2 separate regions of the Mus musculus genome follow, and region 2 is linked to region 1. Evidence: chromatin contacts called from public Hi-C data. All regions are on one chromosome and are shown on one strand. Each heading gives the region's core, a stretch centred on a gene start, on an enhancer-like site or on the middle of the called end of the contact. The rest is flanking DNA. Distances are from core to core; before and after follow the strand shown. Region 1 overlaps Rassf6 (Ras association (RalGDS/AF-6) domain family member 6). Region 2 holds the start of Rassf6 (Ras association (RalGDS/AF-6) domain family member 6).

What was found. A called contact is a pair of places that touch in the nucleus more often than the background predicts.
Region 2: a contact with region 1 is called in a Hi-C map of female germline stem cells, with 2.5 times the contacts expected there. The contact joins the promoter of Rassf6 here to the enhancer-like site in region 1. A contact is called at or near these places in 19 of 39 promoter capture datasets (the 3T3-L1 cell line, 3T3-L1-derived adipocytes, the C10 cell line and 12 more), 6 of 15 datasets of contacts at CTCF or cohesin (the G1E-ER4 cell line, the NIH/3T3 cell line, hippocampal excitatory neurons and 2 more), 206 of 484 Hi-C or Micro-C datasets (the 3T3-L1 cell line, 3T3-L1-derived adipocytes, the 63-12 cell line and 112 more), 23 of 115 datasets of contacts at active chromatin or transcription factors (the NIH/3T3 cell line, PVALB interneurons, astrocytes and 15 more) and 5 of 9 other capture datasets (adipose tissue, embryonic stem cells, embryonic tail and 2 more).

What each region holds. Positions count from the first base shown.
Region 1 is chr5:90,601,549-90,605,864 of GRCm38.p6, reverse strand. Rassf6 (Ras association (RalGDS/AF-6) domain family member 6) reads left to right here. Exons shown (of 11, transcript NM_028478.3): 9 at 1,501-1,619; 10 at 1,725-1,822; 11 at 1,917-2,789. The coding sequence ends at 1,992. Among named protein-coding and RNA genes, the nearest start is that of Gm42109, 19 kb to the right of the region's middle. Within about 2 kb of position 2,089, at least 32 of the 459 cell types and tissues checked have an H3K27ac peak or open chromatin away from gene starts, as enhancers often do. A contact at or near this core is called in the G1E-ER4 cell line, bone marrow-derived macrophages, colorectal tumor organoids and 4 more, where this site is marked.
Region 2 is chr5:90,637,889-90,641,939 of GRCm38.p6, reverse strand. It overlaps Rassf6 (Ras association (RalGDS/AF-6) domain family member 6), which reads left to right and starts at 1,413. Exons shown (of 11, transcript NM_028478.3): 1 at 1,413-1,553.

The sequences.
Region 1 (4,316 bases), core at 840-3,339:
TCAGTAATGGTTCCAGGTCACCAAGAAGCAAGACACTTGGGAATGTCAGCTATGGACGCAGCTGAGGGTGTGAAGCCAGGTGAGCATGAGACTTTAAGATAGAGAGAGGATTCTGCAGCGCTGAGGAGAGGAACAGAACCTGAGGGCTTCCTGTTGCCCCAGACATGGCAGGGGGCAGAAATCAGTGCATGGTGAACGGGAATGGAAACAAGAATAAATCTAATCCAGAGATGAGAAACAGATTTGCTCATCTCGAGGAAGGAGGTGAGAAAAGAAGAGAAGCTGGGGGGCTGGGGGCTTTTCTCTGTGCTTCCCTTTTGTTAAAGTGAAATCCCACACGGGAGGTCGCTTGGAGGAAGTATGAGAGGTACTTTTGTGGTAGGGCATTTATTCTAACATTTTACATTTGAAATTCTGAAACTCTATCCGTTTTCTTTTGTCTCCTTTCCATGGCTGAAGAGATGAAACCCACAGATAATGAAAAAACTAACCTCACTAATTCTACATTCTTATTTTAGTTCTTGGAAAACCCAAGAACTGAATGAGAGATAGGAACAAAAGGAGTTGAGAACAACTATCAAATAGAATTACAGTAGCTGAACTTGGAAATAAGTGTTTGTTGAATCAATGCATGAACAAATGTGAATGAATGAATGAATGAATGAATGAATGAATGAAGCCATGTAGCTCCCTCAGTAGGACCAGAGCTTTGTCTAAATAACTGAAATTAAGGTCAACTTATTTGAACTAGTAAAGTCAGACCCTATATTGAGAGGAAGAAGTTCATTTGGAGTTTATGTAAAGGTTTTTCTTTTTAATTTCAATGGATACAAATGTTTTCTTATCTAAAATGTAAGGTTACTGTTAGCCAGTGTCAAACATAGTCCAAGAATATTGAATGAATGTTTCCAGAAATAACAATTCATAAGCTTTAAAATGTGTACCATCAGCTAGTGATGAACGCTTGTTCTGTTCTTCACTGCCGCTTCTGGGATGATTTATCCACACGTAGATCCAACCTGCCCATTAGTCACTTAGTATCGGCTTAGTTAGCAGGTCCACCATGGAGGCTCCATAGTGTTAGTCTTCAGGTAATACTTCAGCAGGGGATGTAAATGCTCTCAAAGAAGTATAAAAGCAATAGCGCTGACAGTTTTATTAAATTATATTGTGGTTGCTCTATCTTGTTACTAGTGATGCTTACCTCTTACTCTGACTAATTTATAAATTAAACTTGATTATAGATATGTATGTATATGTATGTATAGGACAGATAGATGAACATATGGCATTATATACCATTAGAGTGTCACATGTTCCTTGGGGTCTGGGAATGTATTCACCATGGGTAATGGGGCATGGCTCTCCTTTTTGCAGGATGGGAGTTCTTGGACTCTATTGCCTCTAAAACAAGTCAAGGGAAGACCAAAAGACAAAATTGCCTTCTTTTCTTTGTCTAGGATTAACATTTACTGTGGTCCATTCCTTATACATTTGCAGAGCAGAGAAAGCTAAAGAAGACCGATGTCCCACTGCTGCAGAGGTTACTACAAGGACCATCCAAAAGCAATGCTCGGATCTTCCTCATGGATAAAGATGCAGAAGAAATCAGCAGAGATGTATGGGCGCCCGTGGTCTCTGCATGTTTGCGTTTGCGTTTGCGCTTGCGCGTCTCCCACTGACAGGGTGCTTCTTAACCTAAAACCTCCTGTTTTCCTTTCCAGGTGGCTCCGTACATTAATTTTCACTTTTCTTTCTTGGAATCCATCCTTCAAAGATTAGATGAAGAAGAGAAAATGGAGATTGAGAGAATTATGGCAAAGTGAGTCCAGAGTGGACCCCTGGATATTTCGTCCTTCCGTAGGTTTCATGCCCTCCCGGTACCCAGTTTTTTATATTCTTGCTCTCCTTTCCAGATTCAATACCGAAAGGGCCTTTATCCTGAAGTGTCTACAGAGTAAACAGGCAGCTAAAACGGAGACCACAGTCTAGAAGCCCTGCTCAGCGGAGTTAGAGGGAGCACTGCAGAATCCGTGTGTGGTCTGCTCTGCATCCTAATATGCATGGCTCTGAAGCTTTGGACGAACGAATGCCGAGCAGCCTGCTTCCTCTTTGAAATGCAGAGGTTGGCTGCGGTTCAGAGTTGGACTAAGGCAAGATGGGACTTCATTTCAGTAACTGAAGGGAAGCCTGCACACTGCCCATTCCAAATGTCCTCGATAGCAAGTTCTCGGGTGAGCTCAGACTCAAGTGGACTCTGCTCTTATCACCTGGTTTAAGCTTGTTTTATCTTGCGCTCTTAAAAGAGCCGAGATACTTGATGACTCATAAATGACGGGAAGTAAACATTTCCAGTTCCTGATGTCAACAAGAAACACATTCTCAAGCCATCAGCGATCTGAACTGACCCTGTTTCACAGCTGTGTAAACATCTGAGCATTTTCATAAGATTTAGGAATAGATCTACAAGGGCTGATGATTTTAAACTCTGAAGTATCAGAGTACCCGACCTTTTAAAATAAAGTGGTTTTGGATTTTTGTAAAGAAACCTAAACTCGAGGCTGGAGTGATGGCTACGTGGTTAAGAGCATTGACTACGCTTCCAGAAATCCCCAGTTCAGTTCCCAGCATCTACAGGGCAACTGGCAATTATCTGCAACCCCCGTCCTAGAGGATCTGGTACCCACCTATGTGGGCATTGCAAGCACGGGGCACACAGACACAGAGGGAGGCAAAACAGCTATATATGTTATAAATAAACAAATATTATTAAAAAAAACCTAAACTCTGATTGTTCATGCCCTTCATTTGTCCCCACACCCTTCTGTGCAACTAACTGATAACATCCAAGCTGTTTTAAATGTCTTTAAAAAGGGATTATAGTCATTATCTTTCTTTACCCTTGTAAACAAATATATACCACAAACATAAAGTATACTGTGTTTGCTAGGAGAGGACTTACCGCAAATGCATCTTACCGCAAATGTGTCACTGTTGCAGAAGATTCCTGCAGATAAAGCCATGCTACTATAGCTGAGCCAGGCAGGACATCACAGCATCCTTGCTGTTGTATAAGACCCTCTTCAGGGTCTCACAGGTCTGCTAATCCCACCTGGAAAAGCAAAAATACTATGGGGTTTTATTTGTAAACTTATATCAACAAGGAGGTTTAATCAATATTCTTCTATCCCCAAATGACTTCCATTTGAATTTCGTCTGACATTGTTCAGTCGGGTTACCTGTACTACGGTGAGGTTGTATTATCAACATTAAATTGTGGAACAGTTCTAACAGTGAGTTAATCATGGTCAGCATCGCCAGAACTCGGAGTCGGAATCTGGCTGACAGGATAGCAACAGTGTGGCCTTTGTGTCCAGGGAAGCCTACCTCACTGGTTGAAATGAAATCTTACATTTCTAATGTTTTGCCTATTGATCAAGAAAGGAATGGTTTCATCTCACTAAGAATGGACCAAAAGATCGTAATATATTGGAAAACCTACCCAGGTATGATGGCATATCCTTGAAATCTTACCCTCAGGAGGTGAAGGAAGGAATATTTCTATAAATCCAGGCCAGTGCAGACTGCTTAGTAAGCTCCAAGCCAACCTGTGCCTTAAATAAGGCCCTATCTCAAAATGAGATATATGTATACATACAAATTATGTACAAAGCCCAGCAAGCCTTACAGAGGAAAGGGAAGATGGTATGAAAACTCATAGGAGAGAAATGCAAATAACTACTAAGTGTATTCCAAGTATCATATTCAACAATGACCAACTGCATCATCAGTTCAAATCACTAGAGAGAAACCGTGCAGTCACATAAAGTGAGTTTAGCATGAAGAATTATTTAACTATGATAGGACGGCAACAGAAAAGATAGAAATAGAGCTCTAATGGGTACCTGGCAAAGCCAGCCTCACACAGCCCTGTTTTGAGTGTTCGTAGAGATGAGGACTAAATATAGACACGAGGATTCTGGCTAGTGATCTGACCTACACTGGGTTCTAGTTATACCACCACTGCCTGAATCAAAAACTGGATAAATGGACCAGGTAAACAGAACCGCAGAGCTCTGCACCTCACAGGCTGCTAGCACTGGGGAAAACACGGGATAAAGGGTGAAGAAGGAAAAATCTGGTCTCCAGGAGCCATGGAAGCCTCAAAGACCTCCAACGGCTATGTTTTTACAGTACGCCCTCTGCTGGCAACATATGATATTGTGTAAGCTGCAAAGGAAACTTCTGAACCCCCACCACCCAGGGCCGATTTCAAACTGAATTTGGGCAGAGAAAATAAAAGCTACCATATCAGT
Region 2 (4,051 bases), core at 164-2,663, 37 kb before region 1:
AACTGCTTAAATAAATAATGCTCTATGCATATGGCATATTACAGTGCCGCTAGTTAAAATACATTGTAAGAAAAAAATTAACCCACCCTGACATATGGTAAATTGTTCACAATATCTTTTATGAGATAAAGATAAGTTATAGAAGAGCAAACTATGCAGCCACCTTCAGATATGTTCCCAGAGTAAATATGTCAGCCATGACAGTCAGCCCGCTGCTTACAATAATTTTATTCCAGAGATAGATTTGTAAATATTTTTGTTTCATTTCTGTGTTTTTGAAATTTTTCACATTGTGCATGCTATATGGCTTTACAGTCTACAGAAAAACTATACATCTACACGAGGATAAAGTATTTAAAGGGAAGGCTGCAGATAAAGGCAGAAACCCAGTGTTGCCCAGACACTGAAAACAAACAGGAGATCCGTTTGAGCACGGGCGACTGGGTGCAGCCAGGATCTGAGCAAGACATTGTAGAAGCAGAGCTGTAAACACTGCAGGTCCTGTTCTTTATCATCCAAAGGTCAGTCCACGCCAGCAACCACACACCAGTATACTGTGAGCCAACGTGGCCAAGCTAGTACAAGTGATGGCCGATACCTCTTTTGACCAATGCCTGTTAAATCTCAAAGCCCCTCACCTTTTTCAATGGCCACAGGCTAACTCGACTGTCTGACCCTTTCTGCGTGAGTTTAGAATCCTATGGAAGGCACCGTATAGACACATCAAACAAGCACTGGGGCTCTAGCGTCATTGTCAGACCTTCAGTTCAGTCAGCATTCCACCTCAGAGAACACAAGTCAAGCCTGCCTCACCTTCTCTTAAAATAATAATACGGCTACCCAAGACCCAATTTAAGTCAGGTGGTCAGGCCAGGCACATGAGCCCTGATGTTGCAAGCTGCCTGGAAGGTTCTGGCACACCCTAAGGGTGTGAGGAAAAAAAAAAAAAGTCTTGGGTGCAAAGGTGCTGGCAGAAAGCCAAGACTAAGGAAAAGAAAATTAAGAAATCACAAGCTGAAAGACAACTTAACTTTTCAAAGACAAAACGCAGAGTCCTAGCTGGAGCCGTTTATCTGCAGCACAGTTGGCTAGCAAAGATCCTGCAGCCTGTCACTGACAAAGGTCCCCACCATCAGTCCACTACTGCAGAGAGCAGGGTACCTGCTGGCCGCAAGGACAGAGTAAACACTCCCAACATGCACTGAGGCACTGGGCGTGGCTCAGGTTGCTCACACCCCCTGCGATGGGCAACCTTGTAATAATTAACTGCCGCTGGGGCTGCGAAACTCTGCCTGGAGCAGCACTGTGGGGCCAGCCATGTGTCCTCCACCCTGACTGCCTGCCTCGGCTCGGAGCAGGTGAGTGATCAGGTGAGTGACAAGGACGCCTTGTCACCCGCAGGCAGCTCCGCCTTCCCACTACTGTAAGGGACAGCTCGCCACCTCAGGCTCCGCGCTGCTTGGTCACAAGAGTCTCCTTTGCCCGGCACAAAAGCAGGTGAACTTGGAGGTTGAAGCGAAGAGCCCCGCTCAGTCCACACACAGGCACACCAGGTAGGGGTGCGGGGAGCATTTGAGAGCGGTCTAGAGAAACTGAAATCCATAGTCAGGAAGCGTAAACCCGTGCGTGCATCAGCGCAACCTGAGCCCTAGTGTGAGTTGGCCTTAAATCAGAATTTTTTTTTCAGAATACTCTCCTGGAGAAGGTAAGCGCGTGAGGGGGTTAGGACACAGTAGTGGGGAGGGGCGTTTGGAGCAGCAAGACCACCCTGCCTTCCCCTTTCCCAAAGAGCCAGCTCGTTGACTTTTACCTTAGCTGCTTCTTGTGTTTCAAGTTTGTCATACATGACTACATCGTAAAGGAAAGACCCTTTAACTTGAGGGGTCAGTTAAATGTTCCTTTCTTCAAGGTAAATCAGCTTCACTGAGAAGGGATTGAGATATAATGAAGACCTCACCAAACAATGTTAGGATGACCGTAATCACAAGGGCATCTGTGAGTTAGCATCCAGATTCTGAAGCTGGAGAGTCATAGGATCAAGCCTTGTGTCTGCTACTTACTAGTTTGTCACTTTGAACGTTACTTCCCATATCTAAGCCTCATAAGTCTGGCATCTATAAAACAAACATGATACCATGTGTCTCAGGGCACTTTAGTGGGGATTAAACAGGTGGCAGTTCTTCCACAAACGGCATCGCATCGTATGTCACCGCCCACAAATCTACAGATCTGTAAAATGGGTGTGACGGGGAGGACAAACTGACCTGAGCTGGACAGACAACACCAGACCCTGAGGATGCTGGAAGAGGAACAGTGCTTGTGAGACTGACCTGGTGACCATGGGCGAGCAGCAGCAGCTCTGTAGTGGTAAAACTGCCTGGCTTCTCCTCACTTCCAAGTGTTTAGCCTACCTGAAGGCCAGTTTAAACTTAAATGTTATCCACTTTTATTTTGTGAAAGTGGTGTTTATTTCTGAGGAAATAAAAAGCATCTGTAGTGAGAAAATTACTATCTATTTTATGCTGTAAAGCCCTGGCCTTTATGCTTCACATGAAAGACTGCATTTGAATGACTTTCATCAAATTAGACTATCTGGGCTAAGCCCTTCTGTTGTAACACATATTGAATGGTTTACAGTCAAATGATGGTGACTTTCTTTATATGCTAACAGTCTGGTGCTCATGCTTTGTCGGGCTCTAACTCTTCAGCTTAAATGACAAGGAAGTGGCTTTTTATTATACGGTGTTGTGTAAAGGACACTTTTGTGACTCTTGCTATGAGTTTTATGAATGTTGCTAAATGGTTTACAATGCAAATCATCATTGTCTTAAATGTTCATTTTTCCACTATAGAATTTGAATTTCCTAATCCACATCTAATGAGATACTGACTGAAGAATTTTGGGTAGATTTCTAATGCCAAGTCAACTGACATTTGTTGTGCTATTGGCTTATAGGATCTAGCAATAACAGTGCAGTTTGGCTTATAAAATAATCTCATTTATTTAGACTACCTCAGAGTAATAACTAAACATTTTTCATCTATTATACTGAATATAAACTGTTGAATACAATTTAAAGTATTTGATTTTATATTCCCTAGTGATATATCAATATAAAAAACAGTGCCCCAAGTAAGATAAATCTGTTTGACTATATTTAATATTTTAATATTGAGATGAATCTCCTTAACCTCATAAAAAACTATCTTCCTAGTTAGCTTATATGCTATACGTATATGTTTATCTGTTGTTCCTAAAATATATAACCCTATATTGCAAATTATAGAATGTTCTAATCAACAACACAGAAAAATAACGAGGGTTGTATGAAATAATAAACTTTTCTAATTATATTTAAAATAGTGCAGATAACATAGCATTAAATGTTGTACACTTAATGTTGACTCCTATTTTAGTTTCCTGAAATGAGTAGCTTATAATTATAATTAAACTAGATGTTTTATGCTAAATCTCCAGTTACTTGTATAAATTCAGGGATTCTGGGGCTTCAGAAACACGGATTTAGGCTTCATGTAAAAAATTTAATTTTTTAAAAAATATTCAAGTCATCCATTCATCTGTTGAAGGACATCCATCAGCCGGTTGGCTTCCTTTCCCTGGCTAGAGTGAACACAGCTGAGCAAGTGTCTCTGGGATGGATGTGGAGTCCTTGGGCATAGGACAGGGACTAGTGGGGCTGGGTCAGGTAGTAATCTAACTTTCAGCTTCTTGAGAATTCTCCATGCCGGATTCCACAGTGGCGACATCGGTTTGCATCCTATCCAACAGTGAATGTGGGGGATCCCTGTCTCCCACATCTTTACCAGCATCTGTTGTCGGTTGTTTTCTTGATCTTGGCCATTTTGACTGGAATACAACACCACCTCTAAATAACTTTAATTTGCATCTCTCTAATTGCTACGAATGTTGAACCCTTTTGAAGATGTATTTTAGCCATTTGCATTTCTTCTTTTGAGAGCTCTCGCTGAGGACTTGTGTGGTTAGTTTTCCTCAACTTAACACAAACCTAGACATGTCTTGGAAGAGGAA